2 separate regions of the Mus musculus genome follow, and region 2 is linked to region 1. Evidence: chromatin contacts called from public promoter capture Hi-C data. All regions are on one chromosome and are shown on one strand. The core of a region is the stretch at or near the end of the contact, and the rest is flanking DNA. Distances in the headings are between cores, read along the strand shown. Region 1 holds the start of Rab11fip3 (RAB11 family interacting protein 3 (class II)). Region 2 holds the start of 1700049J03Rik (a long non-coding RNA gene).

Region 1 (6,850 bases), core at 3,158-5,657:
TGCTGTTTGAAGTAAACCTTCTATGCTCCTTTTATGGCAAAAAAAAAAAAAAAAAAAAAAAAAAGCAATTCCAGCCAAGATTGACCTTTGTAAATCTGAGTTAACACTACTGAACATCAGGATAGCAACTATCGTCTCAATAGTAGGAAAGACAAGGGCTCCACGCAGAATCCTAGTAACAGAGACGTGGTCTGCTAAAAGACCAGCTTCAACTGGAATTTGAGAACAGGACAACCAAATTCTTGGGAAGGAATATACTGTTCAAGATTTGTAGTTTGAGTATTTGCACCATAGTCTAAGCACATTGTCTTCCCAGTCAATCATTTTGCCTAGTTATCAGCGTCACAGGAATAGTAGAAAGTCTAATCAAATCGATAAAAAGTCAGCTCGCTCCATGACGTGCAGCCCGGCTTTATGTCCTACAACCTGCATCTCTGTCACTGCTCTGTAAGTCACAGCTGTCCATGAGATAGATCCAATCATTATTCCTGTTGCAGCAGAAGGGCAAGATTTTGAGACCAGTCTATCTGCAAGGTCCAAGACCAAAAAGACTGGACCCAGTTTTGGAAAAACGATTAAGTAACTCAGCACTGCACTGAGGGCACGCCACTCTGGCTGCGCTGTTTTCTCTTTGCTCCTCATCTGCCCAGCTTTGCAGACAAGCCAGGTGGTGAACTCACTCACTTAGCAGAAACTGCGCCTGCATGGTCTCACCCAGTCAGCACTTTTATCATCTTCATCGGTGGCAAAACACACCCACAACTTCTGTCCAGCATCTTGGTTTGGTTTTTTTGTTTTGTTTTGTTTTCTGTTTTTTTTTTTGAGACAGGGTTTCTCTGTAGCCCTGGCTGTCCTGGAACTCACTCATGTAGACCAGGCTGGCCTCAAACTCAGAGATCTGCCTGCCTCTGTCTCCGCCTCCTGAGGACTGGAACTAAAGGTATATGCCATTCCCCATCTGGCACATTGATTTTTTTTTAAATTACATGTATGTATGTATGTATGTATGTATGTATGTATGTATGTGTAGGTGCATGTGTATGTATGTGCATATACACACACAATGTTATAAAAGATTAAAAAATCAGTGCAGACTATATGACCCAGTCATTCTGCTACTAACATGTGGGACAAGTGAAGGTTGGGTCCATACAAGGTCTTTCTGGGCAGGGAATTCCTGGATTGGAATGGCAGGCAATGTGACTGAGATTTTTAGAACAAAACTTTTGGCTCTGGCATCCCCAGAGGTGTGGGTGCCCTTGCAGATAGGCCAGTTAAAGAGGAGTGAGGTGAAAATCAGAGAAGGGAGGTCTGACTTAATAATGTGGCCACAGTGGAAAGAAGAGAGTGGAAGGTTCAGGGATCCTAAGTACGGATTCCTGGAGTTGCTGTCAGCATTAGGTTTAAGCAGGGGATGAATGGGGACAGGCAATCATGTCGAGGTGTGGTCTGATAGGTCATGGGACAGTTCTGGTTCAGAGAGGTGGTTATGCAGGCTGACAGCACACCAGGGGAGCGCTCTAGTTCTCCCATGATTGCCTCTGCTCCGGGGTGTGGCCTCCCCATGCAAGGGCAGAGCAATGCCTTTTCTTTCTGCCTTCAATCTTCAATCTTGCTGGTCTGAATAAGGAGTCAATGCTTTTTCAGGCAAAAGTAGCTGCTGCTTCTCTTTTCCTTCTTTGTCTTGATTCTGCACCTGGCCTGGGATGGATGTCAATTCTGCTTCAGTCTCATGTGTGTGAAGCTATGTGTACCTTGTTTGTGGGGGTCAGAAAGTGACATATATTTTTTAAACGATTTACTTATTTCATTTATATGAGTACACTGTAGCTCTCTTCAGACACACTAGAAGAGGGCATCAAATCTCATTACAGATGGTTGTGGGCCACCATGTGGTTGCTGAGAATTGAACTCAGGACCTCTGGAAGAGCAAGCAGTCAGAGTTACAGGAGGGCACAGGATTTGAACTTGGTCCTTATGCTTGTGGCTGACAGGCGTCTCACCCCAGTGGCTGTCTTGTCTCTACACCTTTGAGAGCTGGAGTTACAGGAGGGTGCAAGATTTGAACTTGGTTCTTATGCTTGCAGTGCAGCTGCTCTTAACTACTGAGCCCCTGCTCCTAGCTTAATTTTTTTTTTGTTTAATTTTAAACATTAAATTTTTTTTTTTTTTTTTTTTGGTTTTTCGAGACAGGGTTTCTCTGTTTAGCCCTGGCTGTCCTGGAACTCACTTTGTAGACCAGGCTGGCCTCAAACTCAGAAATCCACCTGCCTCTGCCTCCCAAGTGCTGGGATTAAAGGCATGTGCCACCACGCCTGGCTAAAAATAATCTATGTGTATGTTTGGCTCCATGTATATCTGTGTACCACGTCCGTACCTGGTATCTGAGTAGCACTTGGGGTTACACATGGTTGTGAGCTTCTATGTGGGTGCTTGGAACTGAACCTGGGTTCTCAGGAAGAAAACAGGGCTTTTAACTACTGAGTCATCTCTCCAGCCTCCTCTTCTTCCACCTCTTCTTCTTCCTTCTCCTCTTCCCTCTCTCCCTCCTCCTCCTCCTTCTTATTGGGACAGTTGGGTTGGCTGGTGAGCATCTGCCTCCTTAGTGCTGGGATTATAGGTACATTCTCAGCTTTTAAGATGGGTGCCGGAATCTGAACTCAGGTCCTCATGATTTCAGGACGGTCACTTTGTTGACTGAGCCACCTTCCTCATCTCGACTGGCTCTTTTTTTTTTTCAAGTTTTTTTTAAAAAGATTTATTTATTTTATGTATATGAATACACTGTAGCTGTACAGATGGTTGTGAGCCTTCATGTGGTTGTTGGGGTTGAATTTTTAGGACCTCTGCTCACTCTGGTCAACCCTGCTTGCTCTGGTCAACTCTGCTCACTCAGTCCCTGCTGGCTCCGGCCCAAAGATTTAATTTATCACTATACATAAGTACACTGTAGCTGTCTTCAGAGTGAGTCAGATCTCATTATGGGTGGTTGTGAGCTACCATATGATTGCTGGGATTTGAACTCAGGACCTTTGGAAGAGCAGCTAGTGCTGAGCCATCTCACCAGCCCATCGCCTGACTCCTTATAACCTTTCATCTGCAGCCCCATTGCTTGGTCTGAGCCAGGAGGTGTGCATTCTCTACACACTGGTTCTATTTGGGCACACAAATGCTGGAAGTCATAAATATTTTTCTTAGTTTTGGCACACAACAGGAACACCTGGCTCCTCAGAAAACTGATCTTGACTGAGAACACCAAAGGACAGGTGGATACTTACCATGACACACTAAATAGAAAGGTTGGCACTCACTGGAACTGCATGTGAGAATGTTTGTCAGTCAAAGGGAATTTCCAGTCCTTGCATTAGATAGAGGGGACTTTATTCTTTCAATATATATATTCCTCACAAAAGCATTCAGTTCTTACAGGAAAATAGGACTACATTTTAGGGAGGGAGCACATCACCTTCCTTTTTCCCAGCTGCTGGAAGTCTCCTATAATATGCTGGGAGTTTTGCTTGGGGATGACTCAGTAGATTAGCTGGCTGTACACCTGGAAACGGAGTTCAGTTTTCAGCTTTTGCCAAAACTGCTTATGAAACCATACTTGTCCATGGTGCCCACGAGTGTACAATTGGTTCATAGTTTCCCCTGGCTAAATGGCTAAATTTAGTTCTTGACTAGATGCACCTCATTGCTTCCAACTGGCTTAGTCAACTGCTCCGCATCTCTGAGCACGACCCTTTGATGATGATAACGGCATTAGTTAGCAATAAAGAGATAAGCGCTGTTTATGTAATTTAAAAACATGTTCAGAGCAGGGTTGTTTGGGCCAGTCTACAATCCATGGCGGCAGGATTAGGAGTTAAAGGTAGCGTGGGCTGCACAAGTTCCTGTTTCAAAAAGATACCAAACAACATATCAAAGTAAAACAACATCTGTGCCTCTTTATTTTACTGTGCGCTCCTGTGGATGAATGTGTGAGCCCCTTAGATCCTGTCCTTGTGTGAGAGACTTTGGATAATTCCTTACCTGGTGGGGCAATTCGAGCGCTCCTTCGCTCCTACTTGCTGCCAATTAATATTCTGGTTTGTACCACCAGTTTGTGAAGGAGTCACACAGAAGGGACTAGCGGCTTCTTTTGGGATATGCGAATGTTTTGTTCCCGTTCAGCAATAGTTTTCCAAAACCTATTCTCGGGCGCCTCTTCCTGCGACAGAACACTTCACTCATCCCACTCGCGCAAATCGTACGGAAAACTCGAATTGGGCAGAGCACCGTCGCCCCTAAGCTGTGCCCTCTTCGAACTCACCTTTATAGCAATCCATGGGGGCGTGATCAGGTTACACGGCGTGCTGACGTCACGCGCGACGGAGGGCGGGCCGGCGCCGGCGCCGGCGTCCCTCACTGGGTTCCTAAGCTCAGGCGCTCTGGCTTCATCCTCCGCTGCCCGGCCGGTGCCTGTCTCCCACCGTCCACTCCCCGCCACTGGGTCCTTACATCATCCGGACTGTGCCGCTGCCATGGGCCCGCGCCAGCCGCGCTGCGGGGCCGGGAGCCGCTAAGGTGCGGTGCGAAGATGGGCGAGGGCGGAGCAGGGCCCGAGCGCCAGCCTCAGCAGTCCGGGCGCCCCGCGCGCGCCCGCCCGCGTCGCCGCGGGGATGCCCGCGCCCGCCGCCGCGCCCTGAGCGCCTTTGTCTGCCTTCCGCGCCTTTCGTATCATCCCTAGTTTAGCCGGCGCCGGATCATGGAGCTGTGCCAGCCGACCTCCCTGTCAGACCACGACCAGCCAGCGTCTGGGCCCCAGCGTGGGGTCATGGGGCTGGTGGGGCCCGACGCTCCTCGCGGCTGGTCAGAAGAGCCCGAGGAACACGCCCAGCTTCAACGGTGGCCAGAGGGACCCAACGCGCCAATCTGCTGGCCCGAGGAGGTAGAGGAGCCTCACGCTCCTAGTCGCTGGGCCAAAGAGCCCAATGCCCCTCGCTGCTCGTCCCAGGAGCCCGATGAATCCTGTCACTTGGCAGAGGAGCTGGAGGAATCCGACTCCCCTCGCTGCTGGCCCCAGGAGCCAGACACACCGTGCCACTTGGCCAAGGAGTTGGAGGAACCCGACGCCCCTCGCTGCCTGCCCCAGGAGCCCGACACACCGTGCTACTTGGCCAAAGAGCTAGAGGAACCCAACATCCCTCGGTGCTGGCCCCAGGAGCCCGACGTGCCGTGCCACTTGGCCAAGGAGCTAGAGGAACCCGACGCCCCTCGCTGCTGGCCCCAGGAACCAGACGCATTCTGTCACTTGCTCAAGGAGGTGGAGGAACCTGATGCCCTTCGCTGCTGGCTTCAAGGGCCAGACGCACCGTGCCACTTGGCCAAGGAACTGGAGGACCTCGACTCCCCTCGCTGCTGGCCCCAGGAGCCCGACGAATCCTGTCACTTGGCTAAGGAGCTGGAGGAACCAGACGCACCGTGCCACTTAGCCAAAGAGCTGGAGGAACCCGACGCCCCTCGCTGCTGGCCCCAGGAGCCCGACGTGCCCTGTCTCTTGGCCAAAAAGTGGGAGGAATCCGACGCACCGTGCCTCTTGACGGAGGAGCTGGAAGAGCCTGACGCCCTTCACTGCTGGCCCCAGGAGTCAGAGGCACCGTGTTTGTTGGCCAAGGAGCTAGAAGAGCCTGATGCCTCTCACAGCTGTCCTCAGGAGGCGGACACAGGGTGCCTCTCGGCCAAGGAGCCAGAGGAGCCTGATGTCTCTCACCTGTGGCAGGGGGTACCCGATGCACCGTGCCTCTTGGTCAAGGAACCAGAGGAGGCCGATGCACTTCACTGTTGTTGGCCCGAGGAATCCGAGGAGCCGGATGCTCTCAACCCACCGTGTTTCTGGGCCAATGAACCAGACGAGCCCGATCCATCACGATGTTGGTCAGAGGAGCCCCAGGTGCTGTGCCTCTGGCCGGAGGAGCAGAACACAAAGCGGTGCTGGCAGGAAGAGCCCGATGCACCCTGCTTCTGGCCCGAGGATCGAGAGGAACCCATAGTTTCGTGTCTTCAATTTAAAGAGCCAGAGAAGCCCAAAGTCCGGAGCAGTTGGCCTGAGGAGCTGGAAGACTGCTGCCCTACGCGGGGCCTACCCCTTGAGCCCTTGCTCGCCGACGGCGAGCTGCTGCAGGCATGTCCCGGGCCACCCTCGGACCCAGGACCAGCGTTGTCGCTGCCCAGCGAGCCCGGGACAGCTCAGGAGGAGGGTGCACGCCTCAGGGCGGTATTTGACGCCCTGGACAGAGATGGGGACGGCTTCGTCCGCATCGAGGATTTCATCCAATTCGCCACGGTCTATGGGGCAGAGCAGGTAACAAACTGAGTACAGTTCTGGTCGGGAGAGATGTCGCTGATTTCTCAGGGTAGTTTCCCACGAATCCCCTCTTACCTCTCAGAGGAAGGTGTCCTCTCCTCTAACGTTACACTTGCTACTTATTTCCTAGATCTGGGAGTGGGAAACCCTTTTCAGTGCCTTGCTTCTGCCACCAGTGTTAGGACCTCAAAGACCAGACTTGTAGATAGATGCCTTTTCAGTAGAGTTAGTGTACTGCGTGTTTGCTATTTGTTGTACTGGGTTTTGTTTGAGAGACGGTAATTAGTGGCCAGAAGGTCCTAGGCATTAAAAAATGTTAATTTCTGGCTGAAGATGTAATCAGTTGAAAAGTATTTTCCTCCTGCTCATAGCCTGGAACTCAGTCCTCTGTATCACATAAAAGGATAGATACCTGCGCTACAGGAAAGTGTCACAATCAGCAAGCACAGGTACATCTGAAGGTGGTCATGATGGTGCATGCCGGTTGTCCCAGCGTCTGGGAGG
Region 2 (7,010 bases), core at 3,286-5,785, 500 kb before region 1:
TGCTGCTCGGAGGGGAGCTCAAGAGACATCCTCACCCCTCATCTAGACCACCCTGTGGGAACAGAACCCTGACATACCCCTCTGGCCATGGGGCAAGAGTCGCAGGGGCTCTGCTCAAAGTCCTTGTCCATCCAGTGAACACATGCTGATCACACTGGCCAGAAAGTGGGACACAGGACTGTACATGGCCAGTGTCCCACAAGAGACTTGTTAGGCTCACAATGAACGTTAACAGAAACAAAACTGGAGTCTGTAGCCAATCATCTGTACATCATTTTAAACTTTTTGTCATCTCTTAAAAGATGAGGGCTACACAGACACACTGAAGCCACCTTTGCACACAGACACAGCTTTCTAGCTAGCCACAGGCAGCTCTTGGATTATCTCAGTGCAATACTTCCTCTCAGGCAAGCACACTGATGTCACCTATGGTTGCTGCAAAGGGTAGCCCAGATCCAACCTGTCCCAGGGACTCTCAGGTGTGCATCACTGGCATTGCAGAGCCAGGGCCCTGCTTCCCATGGTCACACACCATGTGCCCAGCCACTGTGGTCTACCAGTCCCAGTGAGAATACAGGGGTTAAATAGCTGCTGGGCCAGGGCCTCTCCAGATCCCTGCAATGAAAGAGCACTCTAATCTACAAATGGGAAAAACTAAGGCCTGCAGTGGTCCAGGGTACCCCAGCTACTGAATGGTGAGAAAAGAGCCATCACGAGAGATCTGCCACACGGGAAGGGCTTGGGGCAGCTTAGAGCAGCCAGGTATCCTCTGGGGCATTTGCAATGGAGAAGAGCATCCTGGCCCAGACTCTGTGTCACATTCCTGGGAGGTCTGGAGACACTGTATACCATGAATGGACTTTGGGACCCAGGAAAACATCAGAGCAGGCCAAGCAACACCAGGACTCCAAAAGCTCTCTGGGGACGTTTTAGCTAATTCCTTCTGGTGTGAATGTGACGCAGACAAGGCCTCACCAGGATTCATGAGAACCAGTATGCTCAGGGTGTCTGGAAAAGCAGGACATCCTATGAGTGAGCTCTGAAATTCCAGACTTGCACACAACTTGGTAGCTATGTGCCTGGCCAGTTACTTCCCAGCTCTGGGCTCTAACTTCCTATTCTAATATGGAATCAGCAGAGGAAACAGTTACTGGAAAGAAAAAGCAACCTAGGGGATGGAAGAAAATATTCTCCAACCACAGATCTGACAAGGAGAATATATCCAAGACGTACAGGGAGTCCTTCATCTCTACGGCAAAAGTACACGTGGCCCCATGAGAAGGTCTGAGCAGAGGGGACAAGGCAAATAGGTGTGGGGATAATCTCTTGTGCACTCTCTGAAAGACTCAATTGTCAATATAAAGTTTATTGGCCAATGAGTTGAGGCAGAATTAGAAGGTGGGACACCCAGTAGGAGGAGGGGGTTCTGGGAGAGGGACAGTCATGCCAAGAGAAGATTCGGCCCCATGGACAGAGGACAATGGTCACAGCCACCTGGCAGAACTTAGACTAGAATAAAGGGATTTAAGGTATGAGCTAGTCAGGGAAAGATCCAAGGCTTTTAGCCTAGGCATTTATTCATATATATATATATATAAAATCTTAGAGTCTAACCAACAAAATGGGGGAACAAAATGGCATGAATGGAAAAGTTCATGGTTACAAACAAGTCCTGGAGCTTCACCTCATATCTCCCTGCATGACGACATCTAAAGACAAAAGGTAAAGGCTGGTGAGGGCAAGGAGTCAGGTTGCTGGGACTAACAACAGCATAACCACCGTGGGAATTAAAAACAGACTACCTGAACCAGCAACCTCGTTACTTGGCATCTATTACTCTCCACAAGTTTGAGTCGGAATCTCATGAAGAAGTGTCTCCACATCTCTGTTCGCTGAGGATTAAGCACACCAGCCAAGCTGTGGGAACAACTTCAAGGTCCCCTGAGAGATGAGGAGATAAGACAGCATTGTGAGTACACATCGGAGTACTACGCAGCACTAAAAAAGGAGGTCCTGTAGAGGGACTTAATGTTAAATGCTGTGAACCAGCCACAGGACAAACATAGAGTGACTCCTCTCCGTAAACTCTTAAAAACAGGCAAGCTCAGAGAAGTGAGTGGTGGTTGCCACAGACTAGGGAGGGACAGAGGGAGCTGTCCCATAGACAGTTTCAGATACTGTGGTTACCTTCTGTAGACCTGCTGCAGACATCTGCCACAGCTAACATGTTGAGTGTCTCAGGAGGGCAGATCTCAAGTATTCTTCCTGCATTTCAAAACTCAATTTAACGCCACCTGACTATAAAGTGACAGCATGAGTTTGCTAGGGTCCTGGACCTGTTCTGTATCCACATGGCGGTTGTGACTTCACAAGCATGTCTTATATATCATTAGAAGTACACACACATACACACAACCACCAATTTTACTGGGTGGTTATTACAGACGCAAATAAGGCAAAGACAACGAAGTCTTATTGCCTGTGTCTGTCTCTTGGGACCTGCACGGTTGTCCGTGATGTGTGTGGACTGGCTCAGTGCTTAAGAAACTTCAAGAAACATCACTTCCAAGACTCAGCCTCAAATGGGAGCAAGAAGGGAGGCTGAAGGAGCTGCTGGGACTCCAGACCAGCAGGCAGGCAGCAGCTGCCAGGTGTGAGTGGCAGCTACAACTGTTTCAGTTTTTATTTCCCAGGGCTGATGTAGAACTACTCAATTCCCCACTAACCACCTGACTATTCTTTGAGAGCTGTATATTAGGTCCCCTGTGCATCTTTAAAATTGGGTTATGTGTCGTTCCAACTATAAGCACAAAAATGCATGCATACACATAAGGCCTGTGAGTTCACTGCATTAGAAGTTTGGCCACTGCCAGGCCTCTCATCTCGGGCAGAGTTCCCACTATTTGGATGAACATTTCAGATAGCCCTTGCTTCCTGTCCAGCTAGGCTTCAGGCAGGTTCCTGGAGGGCAGCTGGTGTTCCTGGACAAGGAGTCTGTGCCTTCTGGTGCGCTTGGGACCAAGGGCCTCCTTGGAAGACCAACTTTGAGATCTGAAATGTCTGGGGGTCGATCTCCATGGCTGTGAAACAAGACAAGTAGGTGCAGCAGCCTCTGCGGATGAGGTGGCTTTTATGGGGCTTCTTCCTGCTTTCCCTGTGGGTCACGAACTTTCAGAATAAACACACAGGAGTGCCGGAGGGCTGCCTATCCTGTACTCCTCCCACATATATAACCAATGTAATTAGGTTAATAGACCTACACACTCAAGCTGACAACAGATGACTAGGCTAATTGCCCTTCCTTAACAGGTCAAACTGTATTCTGAGAAACGGTGCCAGGCACAAGACAGCAGGGCTCCTTAGATCACACATCTGGCACCAACTGGGCTGACCCAGGCCCTGGTTCCTTCCATGCAGCCCTTCATGGATGCTACAGTAGTATGGGCAATTTAGCAGGTCCTATCTCAAAATATTAGGGGTGACAGTATAACTCAGTGGGAGAATACCAGCTATGCCCTACACTTAATATCCAGCAGACACAGACACACACACACACAGAGAGAGAGAGAGAGAGAGAGAGAGAGAGAGAGAGAGAGAGAGAGATCTGAGCCTGGCTCTCTTTATTGGCCACTGTAGAAGTAGAAAACCAGACTGTTTAAGATCAAACAGGAGGGTCAGGTAGGGCCAGAACTCTTTTCTCCAGGGTTGCCCACCAGGGCTCCTCCAATGCCCTGCTCCCTGAGGGCTCCAACCCACCTGCTTGTGACTCTTCCAACTCAGAGCAATCCTTCTCACCTCTGGGTTGGCATCACTCACTGAAAAGCTTTAGCAGACCCACAGCTAGCTCTGTTCTGATTTCAAGCAATGCCCATGGGCAACCAGGTGCTGCCTCACTGATCTGGAGGTGCAAGGCAAGCCTCAGGCAGAATGCCTGCCTTCCTTACCAGAGTCAGGAATCCAAATGGCCAGAGAGGGACTGTTCCAGGCAAGTGCATGAACACGGCTATTATCCAGAGAACGAGAAGGACCCAGAAAATTAGAACAGACTGCCAGAGTTAGTTTAAGGCCAAGTAGAGCAATTCAGTCCAAAGCTGAGAGGAGCCAGTTTGAATCAGTCAGCTTAGACAGGAGTTTGGGCCAAAACAACTGAGCTGAATCAGCCAGCCAAGAGTTCAGAAAGAGCTAGAAAGGGTAAGTTTATTCCAGCAGTAAGCCTCCAAGACAACAATCACGTCTGATGAATAAAAGTTACATTTACGTTTGGGATGGGGACTTTAGCAAAAAATTAATTTTAGAAGATTATGGAATCAGGTGATAGAGAGAAGAAGAGAGGAAAAGGGGTAGAAAGGGAAGCATGGAGTGCCTGCAGACGGTTAAAAGATTCATGAGGAGCACGCTGGGGCAGGGTTAGCAAGGAGGAAGGAGATGCATTCTTAGAGGAGGTTTTGCCTCTCTCTGAATCTAGGGACCAGGAAAGAGAGCGCTTCTAGCCCATGGGGCAGAGCGGCTGCTCTACAAGGGAACAGCAGTGTTGTATCAGCTCCTGCAAATGCCCTCAGGCCTGCTCACTAAGGTGGGATGACTAAGAAGGGTCTTCAGGGCCTGCAGTGTGTGTGTGTGTGTGTGTGTGTGTGTGTGTGTGTGTGTGTGTGTGTGTGTGTGTGTGTACGAGTCACCCCTGTGAGACTCCCCCAGTGCAGCTCACTCTGTGTGTGTGTGTGTGTGTGTGTGTGTGTATGTGTGAACGAGTCACCCCTGTGAGACTCCCCCAGTGCAGCTCACTCTGTGTGTGTGTGTGTGTGTGTGTGTGTGTGTATGTGTGAACGAGTCACCCCTGTGAGACTCCCCCAGTGCAGCTCACTCTGTGTGTGTGTGTGTGTGTGTGTGTGTGTGTGTGTATGTGTGAACGAGTCACCCCTGTGAGACTCCCCCAGTGCAGCTCACTCAACAGGGCTCAGCACCTGGACAAGCTCAATAAACTCAACCTGGGTTTTACAGGTCATTCCGCCTCCAGTCTGAATTTTCAGTAATATTTTTATAAACATGCCGTGAAGTACGTGGACTAACCCATCGGTCTCTGGCTCTTCCTGGAATGCCAAGGTAGAAATGGGGGCATTTGTATTGGTCCCTCAATTGACAGTGAACTGTCAGAGCCTCAGTGGTTGGTCAGCTTAGCCTACCACAGAGAGTAAGGGACTTCAGCTTTCAGCAAGGCCCACTGGGGAAGGCATGTCAGACACTGAGGAAACCAGACTGGATTCTCAGATCAACATCACTCATTTGAAGACTGAAAGTAGGGTGCAGAAAAACCTCAAGCCAACTTCAAGAGGGTCATGCTGGGACCCAGGTGGGGTAGCTCAGTGGTAAAATACATGCCCATCATGTGCAAGGTCATGGGTTCCATTCCCAGCACTGCAAACAAGAAAGAGGGAAACACAAGAGACAGAGACAGACAGACAGAGAGAGAGAGAGAGAGAGAGAGACTTTTGCAAGGTCCACTCAAGTCCCCTGAGGGGAGAAGACCTTTGGAAAGCTACAGTAAGCAGTGGAGGAGACCAAACCAAGTCATGATGGGGCCAGCACCACAATCAAATGACCTGCGCTGTCACTCGGGGTCACCCATACTGAAACTCTATCCTTTCTCAACAGAACTGAACTTGCATTGTGCACTGGGTCCCCCAGATCAGCATCTGAACCTGGGCTCTGCGCTGCAAGGACAGCTTTCTTGCCCGACAGGCAGCACACATCCCCCTCCCTCCTTGAAGTGAGCACACAGCTAGCCAGGGGAGGAGCACACCACTCTTAGATCATGGGGTCTCAACACGGGGACTGCCACTGTGGCAGAGCTAGCCATTGCCTCTCTCCTGAAAGTGGGGCTCAGGCTCTGGGGACGGAGGCTGTCAAAGCCTCTGGAGTAACAGGCAGCAAGTGCCACCAGTCAGCCGGAACTGGGAACAACACCCCCGGACCTAGGTAACAAAAGCCAGTTCTGTGAGTTCAATGATCAGTATCAGTAAAACCGCTCAACGGGAACAAAGCAAACACGGTAATCATTTAAGGCTCAACCTCCGCCCTTAACCCCTAAAACTCAGAAAGGGCCAATTCAAGGATGAGGAGAGAGGGCCTTGGGATGCAGCTCTGTGGGAATTTGCTTAGCATGCACGAGTCCTGGGTTCTCCTCCAAGCACCAAAAACAGGAAAGAGGGATGCAGAATTCTCCACCAGCAGCTGGCACATGCAATCACACTGGACAAACTGGAGAGGTGTGTTTTGCCCAAGGGGGGACCTCTAGTCAAGTACCATTCCACCTGCAGACGCAACCACATACAAACTGGATATAAATCCTGGCCCTTAGGAGGTCAGATACTGATGAAAGGGAAGAGAAGATGGCAGAATTCGCTAATTACAGAGCAGGTGCCTCGGTCAAAGGGTACAATAATGGCGGCAGGCAGAGGACAGTGCTTGCTGGTCCCACATGCCACCTGGTCTCATGTGAGGATGTCGATCATACCCATTTCCTAGGCAGGAAAACACACCCAAGTTAGGAAGCTGGGTTCCCCTTGGTCTTGAACTGGTGGGAAATGGGGATGTTCTAATCACTGTACGCCCCCTGTGCTCCCCACTATTAAAAGGTTTGACAAAGTGGTGGCTTTTCAAGATTCCCCTTGTGCCCCAGAGCTAAGGCTTCAATGCCAATAGGCCAAACTCCGACTCCAGCTTTATCTATATCCATGCAAAGTGCTTTTGCCAGAGGGGTCACCCTCACCAGGGTTTAAAAGGAAGACTCATTCACTCTCTTCAGTGACAAAGGGATGGATGTCAAGTTTGCTTATATAGTGGCTACTCCTAGAACCCAGTCATGTGACACGTTCCCCCTCCCCCCCACACATGCAACACTCCTCTGGCAATTCCACAGGGTTGTGCCATATGCCACCCATCCCCTAATGATAGTCCAAGTGGCAGGTGGCTAAACACTGGGTACAACCCTCAGCAAGCCGATGAGTGGCCCT

Evidence for each region. Capture Hi-C pulls out chosen DNA fragments and counts their contacts.
Region 2: a contact with region 1 is called in a promoter capture Hi-C map of pancreatic islet. The contact joins the promoter of 1700049J03Rik here to the promoter of Rab11fip3 in region 1. A contact is called at or near these places in 1 of 115 datasets of contacts at active chromatin or transcription factors (memory CD8 T cells) and 1 of 9 other capture datasets (pancreatic islet).

What each region holds. Positions count from the first base shown.
Region 1 is chr17:26,067,075-26,073,924 of GRCm38.p6, reverse strand. Rab11fip3 (RAB11 family interacting protein 3 (class II)) reads left to right here and starts at 4,407. Exons shown (of 14, transcript NM_001162868.2): 1 at 4,407-6,343. The coding sequence starts at 4,748. It also overlaps the pseudogene Gm17814.
Region 2 is chr17:26,563,596-26,570,605 of GRCm38.p6, reverse strand. 1700049J03Rik (a long non-coding RNA gene) reads left to right here and starts at 4,535. Exons shown (of 4, transcript XR_001782188.2): 1 at 4,535-7,010. All of the region lies in intron 1 of Ergic1 (endoplasmic reticulum-golgi intermediate compartment (ERGIC) 1), which reads right to left.